Regions from separate parts of the Mus musculus genome. Here region 1 is linked to region 2. A link is a contact called in public HiChIP or PLAC-seq data. All regions are on one chromosome and are shown on one strand. The core of a region is the stretch at or near the end of the contact, and the rest is flanking DNA. Distances in the headings are between cores, read along the strand shown.

Evidence for each region. HiChIP or PLAC-seq counts read pairs in DNA pulled down with a chosen protein or histone mark.
Region 1: a contact with region 2 is called in a FOXA1 HiChIP or PLAC-seq map of pancreatic cancer cells. The contact joins two enhancer-like sites. A contact is called at or near these places in 2 of 39 promoter capture datasets (hippocampal neurons and stem cell-derived epiblast-like cells), 2 of 484 Hi-C or Micro-C datasets (B cells and embryonic stem cells) and 2 of 115 datasets of contacts at active chromatin or transcription factors (embryonic stem cells and pancreatic cancer cells).

Annotation. Positions count from the first base shown.
Region 1 is chr7:99,438,101-99,444,768 of GRCm38.p6, forward strand. It overlaps Gdpd5 (glycerophosphodiester phosphodiesterase domain containing 5), which reads left to right. Exons shown (of 18, transcript NM_201352.3): 5 at 148-251; 6 at 3,072-3,165; 7 at 3,788-3,847. Among named protein-coding and RNA genes, the nearest start is that of Klhl35, 25 kb to the right of the region's middle. Within about 2 kb of position 3,656, at least 78 of the 459 cell types and tissues checked have an H3K27ac peak or open chromatin away from gene starts, as enhancers often do. A contact at or near this core is called in pancreatic cancer cells, where this site is marked.
Region 2 is chr7:99,083,508-99,090,186 of GRCm38.p6, forward strand. It overlaps Uvrag (UV radiation resistance associated gene), which reads right to left. Exons shown (of 15, transcript NM_178635.3): 5 at 4,594-4,668. Among named protein-coding and RNA genes, the nearest start is that of Uvrag, 54 kb to the right of the region's middle. Within about 2 kb of position 1,929, at least 91 of the 459 cell types and tissues checked have an H3K27ac peak or open chromatin away from gene starts, as enhancers often do. A contact at or near this core is called in pancreatic cancer cells, where this site is marked.

The DNA of each region.
Region 1 (6,668 bases), core at 2,406-4,905, 360 kb after region 2:
TCCACTCTCTTGTAACCTGGCTCTGTGGCACTGGACAGGTTTGGTCCTCTTTGAGCCTCAGCTCCTGGCAGTTGAGGCTTCAGGAAGGGAGGGCAGGAAAGTCCCCTGCCCTGGGATGTGACTCCACCCTCTACTCTGCTCTTGCAGTGGGAGCGCCTGTGGTTCCTGCTCCTGGTCTGCACCTTCAGCCTCACACTCACCTGGCTCTACTTTTGGTGGGGTGTCCACAACGACTACGATGAGTTCAACTGGTGAGTGGAGGGGACACCTCGGGGCTCGGCATGGAGCCTCAGTTCGGCCCTGAGAGCTCTACCCCATGGCCTTGAGTAAGGCCCATACTGGGAGGCCTGCTCTTGCCCATCTGCAGGTCCTGTCACAGTCTGGTAAGACAGGGAGAGCTCTGTGCCCCTGGGATTTCAGGAAGGCTTTCTGGAGGAGGAGACGTGGGAACTAGCCTGAGCTGGCTCTCGGATTCCCTGTAGGTCCAGGCTGTGAGGAGTAGAAGCAGAAGGCATCAGCCTGAGGAGGAAGGCCATGAGCCCCCTTTGTAGACAAGAGCTCCAAGGCCCAGAAAGACCAAGGCCTGGGCAGAAGAGGCGGTTCCTAGCCTAGGCTCTCTGACTCATTGTGGCGGGACTGTCACAGTAAGCAACTGTCACTGTCTAATTCAGCTGTGCCCCCTTTAGGGGCACTGCAGGTCCAAGGGCAGGGCCCTCCCTCACGTCCTCCATTGTCAGCTTTTGCTGACCAGTGGAAGGCCTGGCCAGGGAGGGAGACCCCGTGTGTCCTCCGCTGACTTCTCCAGATTTTGGAGACGATCCAGCGTGGGGAGTCAGGGCTAGGGATTGAACCTCTGGTGTGCTTTGGATTTCTTTCTCCCTCTGTGAAGTAGGATAACTCCTGCCTCATCAGGTCCTTACTGGGACAAGAGAAGGGGCAGGGTGGGGACGGGTCACAGAGCTGCTTCCTGGGAGGCTAAGTCTCCAGCAGAGGGAACCTCTGAGTCACAGCTTCTGGTGGACTGCGTGCTGCGTTCAAGGATTCTGCTAGGATCCCGGGACTCTATTAAGGGGACATGAAGTCTGCTGTGACCTACCGGCATGTTACATACTTTCCCATTGCTGTGACAAAATACTTGATGTGAGGAACTTCTGAAAGGAAGGGCTTATTTCGGCTCCCGTTCCAGAGTACAACCTGTCACCATCATGGAGACAGGAACTTGAGGCAGCTGCTTATGGTATGTCGCACATTATTTCCTGTGCGACACACACACACACACACACACACACACACAGAGGGAGAGAGAGAGAGAGAGAGAGAGAGAGAGAGAGAGAGAGAGAGAGAGAGAGAGAGAGAGGTTGTAATCAAGATCCAGGAGTTGGCACTGAATGGGGATAGACATGGGGCCTGGAGCATCCAGCCATTTGCCATTGAGACAACATTAGCATCTGCAGAGTTCACACAGGAGAATACACTGGGGTTGCAAACAAAATCATAAAAACACCCAAGCAAACTTTAGACGATGTTTTACAAAAGTTCATGGATGCGGCCCATGGGCTGCAGGTTGGTCACACCTGGTAGGCTACTCTGTGTTTGTCCTGGAGGTGTCCCTGCCCAATGTGGCTAGCGTGACCAGAAGATCTTTTCACAGTAGCTCCAGGGCCAATCCCCTGCCTTCCTTGGGCTTCAGTTTCCTAAGCTGTACAGTAGGTGAGCCTTCTCTGTGACCTTCTGAGTAGCAGGCTCCCCACAGACTCAGAGCAAGGCTCTGGGAAGGGATAGGGGAGGAAGATGCCCCGTGGAGTGGAGTCTTCCCGATGTCACCTCCCAGCTACAAGCAGGGTCCTGGCAGTGGCTCAGATTCTGCAATACACCAAGTGAGTGCATTCGCTGTCCGAGCCTCTCTCTCCTCACTAACACAAGGAGGTTGAGTGAGAGTGAGTGAGCTGTCTTTCTGTAGCTAAGCTGCAGCCTCCAGGACTGGGGAGAAGTTTGCTCCCTCTGCCCTGTCATTCTGTTTATAGCAACACAATCAAGGAAATAGAAATTCAAAGAGAAACCGGGCGTGGTGGCGCACGCCTTTAATCCCAGCACTCGGGAGGCAGAGGCAGGCGGATTTCTGAGTTCGAGGCCAACCTGGTCTACATAGTGAATTCCAGGACAGCCAGGGCTACACAGAGAAACCCTGTCTCGAAAAACCAAAAGAAAAACCAAAAAAAAAAAAAAAAAAGAAATTCAAAGAGATGTGGCCATTTTCTCATCTCTGTGTTAGCTTATACAGCGAATCAATGCAAACTAGGAAGTTTCATTAATGGGAAGCTGCCTATATTCAGCCCATGAGTTCAAGAAGACCACGTGCTGGTTTTTTTGGTTTTTTTTTTTTTTAAATCACATTTTCTCAGCACTTTTTCTGGTTTCAGTGAATGCTCATGTTAGGAAGAGTTTGTTATGTCCTTGCCACAAGCCTCCCTCCCTTCACTCCCTGAAGCCCTATGATGGGCGTTCCACCATCTCCATCCTCCAGGTGAGCAAACTGGAGTGGTACAGATCTCCACCTCTAAGGCTCCACATTTTCACGTTTTGCCATTGAACTTGAGGTGAATGGCACAGTCAAGGGCATCTTGGGCTCTGTAACACCTGTCATTGCCACAAGGTCCTAAGAGCCAGCAAGAGGCAGTGTGGGGATTAGATCTCAGAGTGTGTTCATCCCTCAGGGTTGTGCTGGCCATGCTCCTGAGGGTGGCGGGCACAGGTGTGTGGAACAGCCCTGGGGTGGTTATCCCGGATCCGCTGTTCATGCGCGAATAAAGGTGCAGTGCAGGGGCCCATGGGAAGGAAGTGTAGTGGCCTTCAGAATGGTGACTCTGGCCGATTCTGCTTCTTGCTTTCTGAGTGCCCACCAGAAGTAGGCATGACTGTCAATAAAGGAAACACTGATTGCCGATAGAGGGCGGGAAGGGCCCGTTTGTGGTTCTCCGACTGCAGCTTCCTGAGAGCTGAGACTGTCCTAGATCCTTGGCTGGGCCATGGCTCAGTGGAGGTCTGTCTGACTTCTGTCCTTCTCCCACCAGGTACCTCTACAACCGCATGGGCTACTGGAGCGACTGGTCCGTGCCCATCCTGGTGACCTCGGCTGCTGCTTTCACATACATCGCAGGCCTCCTGGTATGGAGGGGTTGGGGGAGGGTCCCTTGGTGGCTCTGCTCCCAGGAGGAGCAGGCTTGGCGGTCTACAGGGGTATAGGGCTATTGTCCACCCGGACTCCTTCGGTGTTGCTTGGCAGGAGGAGGTCTCATTTTCCTAGTCTCCTTCGGCTGTCCCTCTGAAAGCCCCTCCCTGCCATCCAGGCAGAGGAGCCATTCTGGCTTTCAGCATCTACTACAGACGTCTTCCAGAAACTGCTTGGGCTGCCTACCCACAGTGCCCTCCACACTGAGAGACTCGGGTTGAGCACACTCAGCACTGGCAGCTCCTTGGGGGCAGGGCTCAGATCTGCCTCTGAATCTCCCAACAAGCTGAAGTGTTATGCAGGGCAGTCTTCCTGCAGCCGAACCCAGGGACCTTTCACAGGGGAATTCCCAAAGGAGGAGGCTTGAGGCCTGGAGTAATCTGGAAGGAAGCCAGGCCTGGACAGGGCTGGCCCGGGCATTCCTGGTGCCTGTGGGGAGGGTGTGTTGCCTGCCTAGGGTCACACCAAGGGCAGGAGTGTGGGGCAGGGTGTTTGGAGAGCTGGCAAGCTTTCTAGGCACACGTGGTGGCTTGACTGGCCCCCTGGGCCTCTCTTCAGGTCCTGGCACTATGTCACATCGCTGTGGGGCAGCAGTTGAACCTGCACTGGATACACAAGGTAATGGAAGGCTGCTCTAAGGGGGAGGGGAACAGAGGCCTGGAAGCACAGGGTAGCCTGGGTGGTCCCTCCCCCTGGCTCGCCTCTGTATCTGCTCTGCTATTCCACTGAACTCTTACTGGGCCAGGCACGGCCTGCCCAGTTTGCATTCACTCCCTTAACCCTTACAGCCCTGCAGAGTACGCATGGCCACCATCCTGCGCTGCAGGGGCAAAACCCAGAGGTTAGACAACATGTGTAAGGTCTCACAGGGTGAATGGGAGGCCTAGTGTTCTGCCCTGCGGCCAGGCACTCAACAGCACCCGCTCTGCCTTCGCTCCGCCTTCTCTACTGTATCCCTGAGTTCTGGTGATGGTGTCTGGGATAGCCCAGACTGTCCCAGTCTGGTCCTGATGACTCTCTGCTACCACCATGGGACAGTCACCTCAGCTTCTACTGTGGGAGACATCATTCCTACCCTTGGCATGCCCACCCTTCCTTGGCTTTTACCCCCTTGCTCTGGCCTTCATTTGTTCTCTCTCTTTGAGCCCTTTTCTGTATTTGAACCCTCTCTTTGCAGCCTGTATCCCAAGGCAGGGGTTCTCCTCAGCTCCGGCAGCCTCCCCTCCCAGATACATTTTACAACATTTGTGTTATCAATTCCATCAGGTGCCTGATCCCAACCCACTCTAATTTGGTGACCCTTGAAGACTAAACTGGCACTGGTGGCTTCTTCTGCTGTCCCCAGTGTTCATTCCAGACTAACTGGTCCAAACCTTCTCTCTCCCTCTCTCTCTCTCCCTTTCCCTCTCTCTCTCCCTCTCCCTCTTCCTTTCCCTCCCCTCTGTCTCTCTCTGCCTCTCTCTGTCCCTCTCTGTCTCTGACACACACACATACACACACACACACACAAACACACACACACACCTATGCTGAGTATAGGTTGTTGATACCTGCTATGCTTGATCAGGGTCATAGGCCTGGGCTAGTCCTGGCCAAAATAGAGCCATCCCCTATGAGGAGCTCTGAGGGGTGGAGATGGGAAGGTGGGGGCTCCAGGGGCTGTGGTAGTGGAGTGGGGAGGAGTCATCTCTTTCACCACAGCATGGCTAGAAGTAGGCACACATTCTAAGAAGAGGCAGAAATGTCTGGAAACAAACAGGACCTAGGAGACTGCCCCAGCTAGCAGGGAGACAGAAGGAAGGAGAGGGAGCACAGGCAAACTTGAGTTAGAGCGGAGCGGGAGGGGAGCACCTTGGGAGCCAGGCCTGGGTGACTGAAGTCTTGCTGGGATGAAGAGAGCAGTCCCTGCTGATGACTCCATACTGAGGACTGCTCTGGGACTTCCTCAGCCCACTCTGGGAGGTGCTTTCTTCTCTCAGCTGCATGGCTAACACTTGAAAGAGGATATCTATCAGCTGGCATCTGGGGACCGGGCACACATGCTGTGGTGACCTCCCGGGGCTGTGCCTGGCTCTCAGCAGGTCAGGTCACACATGCTTGATCCTAAGGGAGAAGCTTGCAGTTCTACAGAGCCAGCCAGATCAGAAGGGTCCCCGAGGGGTCCCTCAGGTGCCCTGTGTCCTGCTCCAGGCCCTTTCCCTTCCTTCCACACCATCCTGCGGGATCTCAGAGGCAGCAGGGCCTGCCAGGCAGAGACGATCCCAGCTGGAGCTGTTTCCAGGCTGGCCTGGCTGGCTTGGCTGCCCAGGCTCTGGGTATTAGTACAGGGCCTGGAGATTCTACAGAAGTATTTAAGGAATCCTGGTCCTTTCTGCCTGCTCACTTTATCTTCATCCATTTTTTACGTGACCAAAAATCCAGACATGAGAAATCATACTCTGTGAGGTTTTTTCTGCATACACTCCCTTTCTATTTTAATTACTTGTGTGTGTGTGTGTGTGTGTGTGTGTGTGTTTGTGTGTGTGTGTGTGTCTCTGTGTGTGTGTCTCTGTGTGCGTGTGTGTGTGTGTGTGTGTGTGTGTGTGTGTGTGTCCGCGCATGCGTGCATGAGCACACACCACAGCCCATACATGGAGGTCGAAACATACCTTTTTGAGTCAGTTTCTTTTCTCCCACTGTGTGGGTCCTGGGGATCAAACTCAGATCTCAGGCTTGGCGACAAGCACTTTTACCTGCTAAGCCACCTCATTGCTCTCCCCTTCCCTTTAAATTTATTTTACGAGCACAGGTGTTTTGCCTGCGTTTAAATAAACATAACACATGTATGCAATGCCTCTAGCAGCCAGAAGAGGGCGTAATGTTCTCTGGAACTGGAATTGCAGTTGTGAGGCCCCCTGCAAGGGCAGTGGTGCTCATAACTGCTGAGGGATGCCTCCTGCCCTCTCCCTTTCTTTGTCCACACAGTTCCCTCACCTGTGCCCTCCTTTTTAAAAAGTGCCAGGAGTGCCTTCTTGGACACAGTAAGGCCATGGCCATCGATGCTTGGTGCTTGCTCTGGTCGCCCCCTCATTCCCAAGTCATCTGCCCAGCCCATTAGCATGTGCTAGTTTTCAGTCCTTTGCTGGGGCAGCATAGCTGTGATCCAGGAGAAAAGAACACTGTGTGTCTTCCTTGTTCTCTTCTTTCAGTGTTTTTTTGAGGCAGGGTCTCACTACGTAGCCTCTTAGAACTCACTCTACAGAACAGGCTGGCCTTGAACTCAAAGAGATCCATCTGCCTCTGCCTCCTGAATACTGGGATTAAAGGTGTACATCACTACTCTCAGCTTTTTCTAAGCTCATCATCCTCCTGCCTCAGCCTCCTGAGAGCATGCATTACAGACCTGAGCCACCATGTCCAACGAGAAGGTATGCACAGTCTTGATCTTGACAAATGCCCT
Region 2 (6,679 bases), core at 679-3,178:
CAGCTCTCATTATGGATGGTTGTAAGCCACCATGTGGTTGCTGGGATTTGAACTCAGGATCTTTGGAAGAGTAGTCAGTGCTCTTAACCGCTGAGCCATCTCACCAGGCCCATTTATTTTAATCTAGATTTTTTATTAAAGATGTATTTCTGTATATGAGTGCTCTATTTGCATGTATGCCTGCATGACAGAAGAGGGCATCAGATACCATTATAGATGGCAGTAAGCCAACATGTGATTGCTGGAATTAAACTCAGGACCTCTGGAAGAGCAGCCAATACTCTAAACTGCTGAGCCATCTCTCCAACCCAGAGACAGTCTTTTCTTTTTTTTTTTTAAGATTTATTATATGTAAGGACACTGTAGCTGTCTTCAGACACACCAGAAGAGGGTATCAGATCTCATTATGGATAGTTGTGAGTCACCATGTGGTTGCTGGGATTTGAACTCGGGACCTTTAGCAGTCAGTGCTCTTAACCGCTGAGCCACCTCACCAGCCCCCAGAGACAGTCTTAATATATTCACCAATAGTCACAAAGAACCACGCTTTTTGTTGCTGAGGAAATGTACCGGTGGTTAAAAGCAATCACTCGGCACTGCTCTTGCTGAAGACCAGAGTTCAGTGTCCAGCACCTCCAGCATGCAGCTCACACCACCTGCAACTCTGGCTCCAGGGAGCCATGGCACAGCCACTCTCTGCAGGCTCCTGCATTGGCACATACATACATATTCTCTGTAGGGACCTGTACATGTACATACACACACACACACACACACACACAGCCTCTGTAGGCACCTGTAACCATACACACAGACACAAGAGCACAAGTAATACAGATAAGTCTTTTCAGATAATGCTTTTAAGTGTCAGCTGATATTGCAAGAGTTCTGTTGAAAGTTGCTAAAGAATTCTAAACTGACAAAGCTAATTAACTGGAGGACTACGGAATAAAATGTAGCACACATAACAAGCACATACTTGATAAACATTTCCTAACCATCTGGGTCTGAATCCCGGCTCTGGCTATTTGTCTGCTGTGCAATCTTAGGAAAATTACTAAATCTCTCTGTACCAGTTTCTTTTCTATAGACAAACAACTGTGGAGTTAAAACACAGTAAAGATGGAAAGTGTTTGCTACCTGGTAGTAAATTAGGTACTCACTAAATATTAGTTATTAAGCGCTCACTAAATATTAGTTATTGCTACTACTGTTAGGGTTAACTATTCATTCCACGTTCCCAAGCTTCCACAAAGGAAAAAAAAATTCCCAGACCCCATCTTGAAAGACCCTCTCAAATCCCTCTGGGCTGTAGCTTTCTCCTCCTCAGCAGCTCTAGGTGGCTTATCCATGAGCTCTGAAGGCTGGGCATGCGTGGCTCAGCTCCTCCCAGATGCTACATCATGAGGAACTGTCTATGCCAACACACAACACTGCTTGGCTTGGAGGACTAGGCTTTGTCTATAATGGGACGACTTCATTTCCATTTGCTCTGTTATTTTGGAGGGAAGAGGATCAGGTCAAGAGGAAATGCACACAAGCCTTTTTAGTCATGGCGAGCTTTTAGTCAAAGTTAAACAATGTTTGCCAGTCAGTTTTATCTGTTCTCAAGCCACCTTCTGAACTCCATTTTCCTGTCACCCATCTTGTCTGAACTTGTTCAAAACTTGTTCAAAACTTTCTACTTGTTCACAAGTAGACAGAGAAGCCGGGTACTGGTGCTTACACCAACGGTCACCAACTGTGAGTCTCTAGCCGTGGGGTTCTTGGGGTTTTAACTACAATGGCGGGCAGACATTGGCTCTGAATGCTACCATTGCCTCTGACTGCAAGACTCTACCAGATGTAGAGTCAGGGACCGGCTGCAGAGTGAGTCACCCTCCCTCCCACACCAGGACAGCCAGCCTTGGCAATGGCAAACAGCCCAGCAATGGCAGCCTCACAAGTCTCTGACTTAATCCCAAATGTTTTTACTAAGTAAATACCATGTCCCAAGCATTGTGGCAGGGAGTTTGGGGAGGGTGGGTGAGGGAAGGTCAGCATTGCTCATGTCAGTCTGACCCCACAAAGCCTACAGAGGGAAGAAGGGCAGGCCACTGGACAGAGCAGTGCATCTGGCAGAGGAGATCTGGAAGATGTTCAAGGACTCCAGGAACTCAGAAGATGAAGCTGGGACACAAAGGGAAGACTTCCGGAGTTGGATGTTCTAAAGACACCACCTAGCATAAATCCACTTGCTAAAGTACACAACGCAATTTTTCTGTTCTTGGTTTACTTGACCACTGCATCTCCTTAAAAAACAAAGCAACAGGACCAGCCAAGCCCACAGTTTACCGAGATGGGAGAGAAGAAAGCAGAGACGCTGGGCCCCAGACCCAGCAGCACGTGCTCTACTGCTTCTTGGTCACACCACTGCCTGCTTCTTCTCCAGCCTGGGCTACTCAGTCCTTCTCTACTGAACAGCATGTTGCCAGCCTGTGTCTCACATGACTTCAGAGGCTTTGTCATCGCCCCATGTTTATAGTTCATTTCTCTCCAGGTTCAGGAATTCAGATGGCTACTTGTCGTCAACACAGGGGTTTAAAGACACTGCACATGCCTGTGGCCATCTTACCTCAGGATCTGTGCTCTTCCTCCCTGCCCACCCCGCCTTGTCGCTAAGCTTCCTGTGGCTATCATCTTTCATCTATCCAGTTACTTTAAACCAGAAATCCAAAATCACCCTTGACATCTCTTTTTTCCTTTTATCTCAAATGCAAACCACAACAAATCCTAGTGATTTTCTCTCCTAAAACCCCAACTCTGTCGCCTTCCTAGCTGGGTGTGTGGCTCAGTGGTAAAGAGCTTGCCTAGCACGTGCCTGGGCCTGGATGTCATCTGTCTTCCCTACCCTGCTATGGTCCATGCCAAACTGTCATCTCTTGTCCATGGCACTGCAAGGTCCTTCTCACTGTCTCTCCACAGTCACTCTTGCTCTTTAAAATAAGCCAGAGCTAAACTATTACATAAATCTGGTTAGAGCACACGCCTCTGTCCTGTGGATAAAATCTCGAAACTCCCCATGGGCTGGCCTGGGGCTACTCTCACCTCCCTTCTGTCCCTCAGACTCACCTTGTGCCCTTTCTACTCTGTGGCCTTTCAAGCTCAGCCTCCTCCCCTGGAAAGCTCTCTCCATTCAGCGCCCACACCTTTCACATACTGTCTTCTATTCAGAACCTGGATTACAACGTTAGCAACCAAATCCCTCCTCTGGGGACCAGGACAGGCCATCCTCCTGTCTTAGCCAAACAGCTGGAAGGGAGGGGTGTGTCTGCCCCCAGCCCTCCTTCACCACTGTGCTCAGCACTGAACACAGGAGCCAACCCTGGGCAGGCACTCAGGAATGACAGACAGGGCATCCGAGTGTGACATCCTCACAGCAGAGATTATGAGCAACAATTTCTGAGCAAAAGCAATGTGAAGAGTTTACAAAAGGCTGGGGGAGGACTGTTTTGGTTTGGTTGGTTGGTTGGTTTGGTTTTTGGTAAAAGTTGTCAGAGTGGGGGAAGCAGCCTTGGGCACATAACTAACATCTCAGCTCAGCCGCTCTCTAGACCCTATGGAGTGCATCCTCCCAGTCAGTTCCTGCCTGTACTGTGAGATGGAGAACAAAGCCACCACCACAGTGGTTTGTGGTGAGTGTAAACAGGAGGCAGATGCTGAGTCCCCGCCACAAGGATGCTGCTCACAGAAGCTCCCGGCTAAGAACAAACGGGGCTCTGCCTCGCCTTCCTCTCATCACCTTTAGATGCAGAGACAGCAATGGCTACGAAACAGCTTCAGTTTCAGTTCCTTTCTTTCTCTCTTTTGAGGCTGGATCTCACTGTATACATCAGGCTGATCTGGAACTCTCTATGTAGACCAGGCTAGCCTCAAACTCACAAGGATACACCTGCCTCTGCTTCCCACTTGCTGGGATTAATAGCATATGCGACTATGTCCAGCACAATTTGGGTTTCTTAGGCTTACTGAGAATGATAAACACAACTGAACATTTCCATTAAACTCTTCCATTTAGACAAAAGTCACCTTGCCTATTTTGGGGGGAGGGCAGGACTGAAGATTGAACCTGGGCTTCCAGCACGGTGGTAAAGCCCCACTGCTGAGCAACACACCCAGCCTCTTTTCATTCTGAGACAGGGCCTAACTCAGCTTCCTAGGCTGGCCTTGAACTCACTCTGAACCTGGGCAGTATCTGACCTTTAGTCCTCCTGCTACACACAGCCTTCTAAGTGGCTAGGACTGCAAGCCTATGCCACCATGCCCAGCTCACCACTCTCTTAATCCCCCAGGAATTATGCAGAAACCAGCTAGCTCAGGTTTCCCTTTGAGAAAACATGATCAGGATTTAGTACCGACTTCTCAGCGTGCTTGTGTGTCCTGCGAAACTCGTTCTCACTGCGGAAGGCATTCCTCCACACCACCCCGAAGAGCAGACTCAAAGGGACACTTACAACACGATTCTGACTGCTCAGCTCTTCTCGGGAGTCCAGCTTCCCGGGTGCACAGGCCCTGTACTAACCAAAACTCAGAGCACTCGGAGACCCCTCTTACCTTGTGTTCACAGGGAGCACCGTAGTAGCCATCATTCAGCCCAAAAATGATTTCATTCTGGTTGCGGGCATGGATCTAAGGAAGGAGGAAAACATACTATTAGTTGATCTTATTCCAGATGTCAGAGCATAACAGCTGAAATTTCCATGCCAACGAACAGGCCGGCTCCACCTAAACAAAAGGGGCAGCAAAGAAATCAGGTCTCAAAGGCCAGTGAGTGACAGAGAGGACAGTCCATCCAGCTTTAGTCAAAAGCCTCACAAACACCACGTGAGGCTATTGGAGCCATTAGTGATTGTCACCAACATTGTTAACTTGTGATGGAACAGTTATGCCTGAAGGACAGCAGCAAACCACTAAAAAAATTAAAAATAAAAAAACTCTACAAATGCTTTAAAATTATGACATCAGATTAGCTTCTACTTTCTGGTCTTTTTGGGATCAACTGCCCTGTGCTGACCCAACTTCACCTGCAAGACCGGAAAAATACAACTTGGAAGGATTAAAAAACAGGGACTGGAGACGGCTCTGGGCTTAAGAGCACTGGCTGCTCTTCCAGAGCACCAGGATTCCATTGGCATGACCCATGTAAGGTGACTGGCTATAGCTATCATCCCGGAGAACCCAACCTCCTTCTGCCCTCCAGGAGCACAATACACACACAGTGTACAGACACACAACAGTCAAAACACCCATACACATAAAATAAAAATAAATCTCTTTTTTAAAAAAAATAAAGAAGTAGTGAGACACAGTGGCACAGACCTGTAACCCTTACTTGGTGGGAGGGGAGAAAAGGCAGGAAGACCGTAAGTTTAGACCAGCCCATGCTTCATAGTTAAGACCCTGTCTCAAAAAACACATGGGGAGAGGAGGGAAGAAGAACTGAGATCTAAAATAATACTCAACTATGAAATGAACACCCATTTCATCAGAAAGAATTGTGGTTAAAAAAAAAAAAAGGCTCTGCTTTTGAAATGAGGAATTCAAGTGAAGAGTTACAAAAGGGTAAAAACACGGGCTTCCCGTGAGGAACGCCTCAGCAAGATCCGGAACAGCCAGTGCCACCCATCAGCAGATAGCCCCTGTGAGCACCGGCCTCTACTGCCCTCCTTCCATGAACCACACACTTCCCGTTTACCTGGTTGCTTACTGAACCAAACACAGCAACAGAAAAGATGGCTCTGTAATCACTAATGTGTAATGGCCACCATAAGTCAAGCAAGAAGTTTTCTTTTTTTCTGTTTGTTTGTTTGTTTGTTTGTTTGTTTGTTTTTCAAGACAGGGTTTCTCTGTGTAGCCCTGGCTGTCCTGGAACTCACTTTGTAGACCAGGCTGGCCTCGAACTCAGAAATCCGCCTGCCTCTGCCTCCCAAGTGCTGGGATCAAAGGCGTGCGTCACCACACCCGGCTCACAAGAAGTTTTCTGCTTCTGAGGCAAAATGTTTCAAAAATCCATTTCAAGATTAGATGGGTCTGAAACCTTAGAAATATATGTACCTGAAGAGAGAAGACTAAAATTATGCTCATCAAAATGTTAGCAACTGTAGCCGGGAAGTGATCTCACTGGCCCAAAAACAACTATTACTTTTTAAACTGAAAGAAAAATATGACTGTCACTAAAGGGGAGAGAAAGCATGGAGAGAAATACATCTACGTGAAGCAGTTTTCCAAAGTGTATGATATGCAAAGCTGGCCACTGAATTAGTTCACTGGAAAATTAGATATGAGCTAAAAAGGCAGCGGCCCAGGTCTGCGGCAACATCAAAGGCAGCTAGTTTTTGCAGCCAGGTGCCCAGCATGCTTCCAACCCTGCAGCCAATCGCTTGTAATGGCACACACTCCCAACCCTGCAGCCAATTGCCTGCAGCAGCATGCACTTTAGTTAGTTCCCACCTCTGTGAGGTGGAGAAGCCCTGCTCTGAAGAGTGTCCAAAAGACAGAAGGACATAGCTGCATGGGAAACTGTCTGGAGAAGTGAAACCAAAAAACAACCACATTGTCTACTGATGTATTGGAGATCAGGGATTATAAATCTCAGAGCAATCTATCTGTTTTTGACTAATAAAAAAATACACTGATGGAC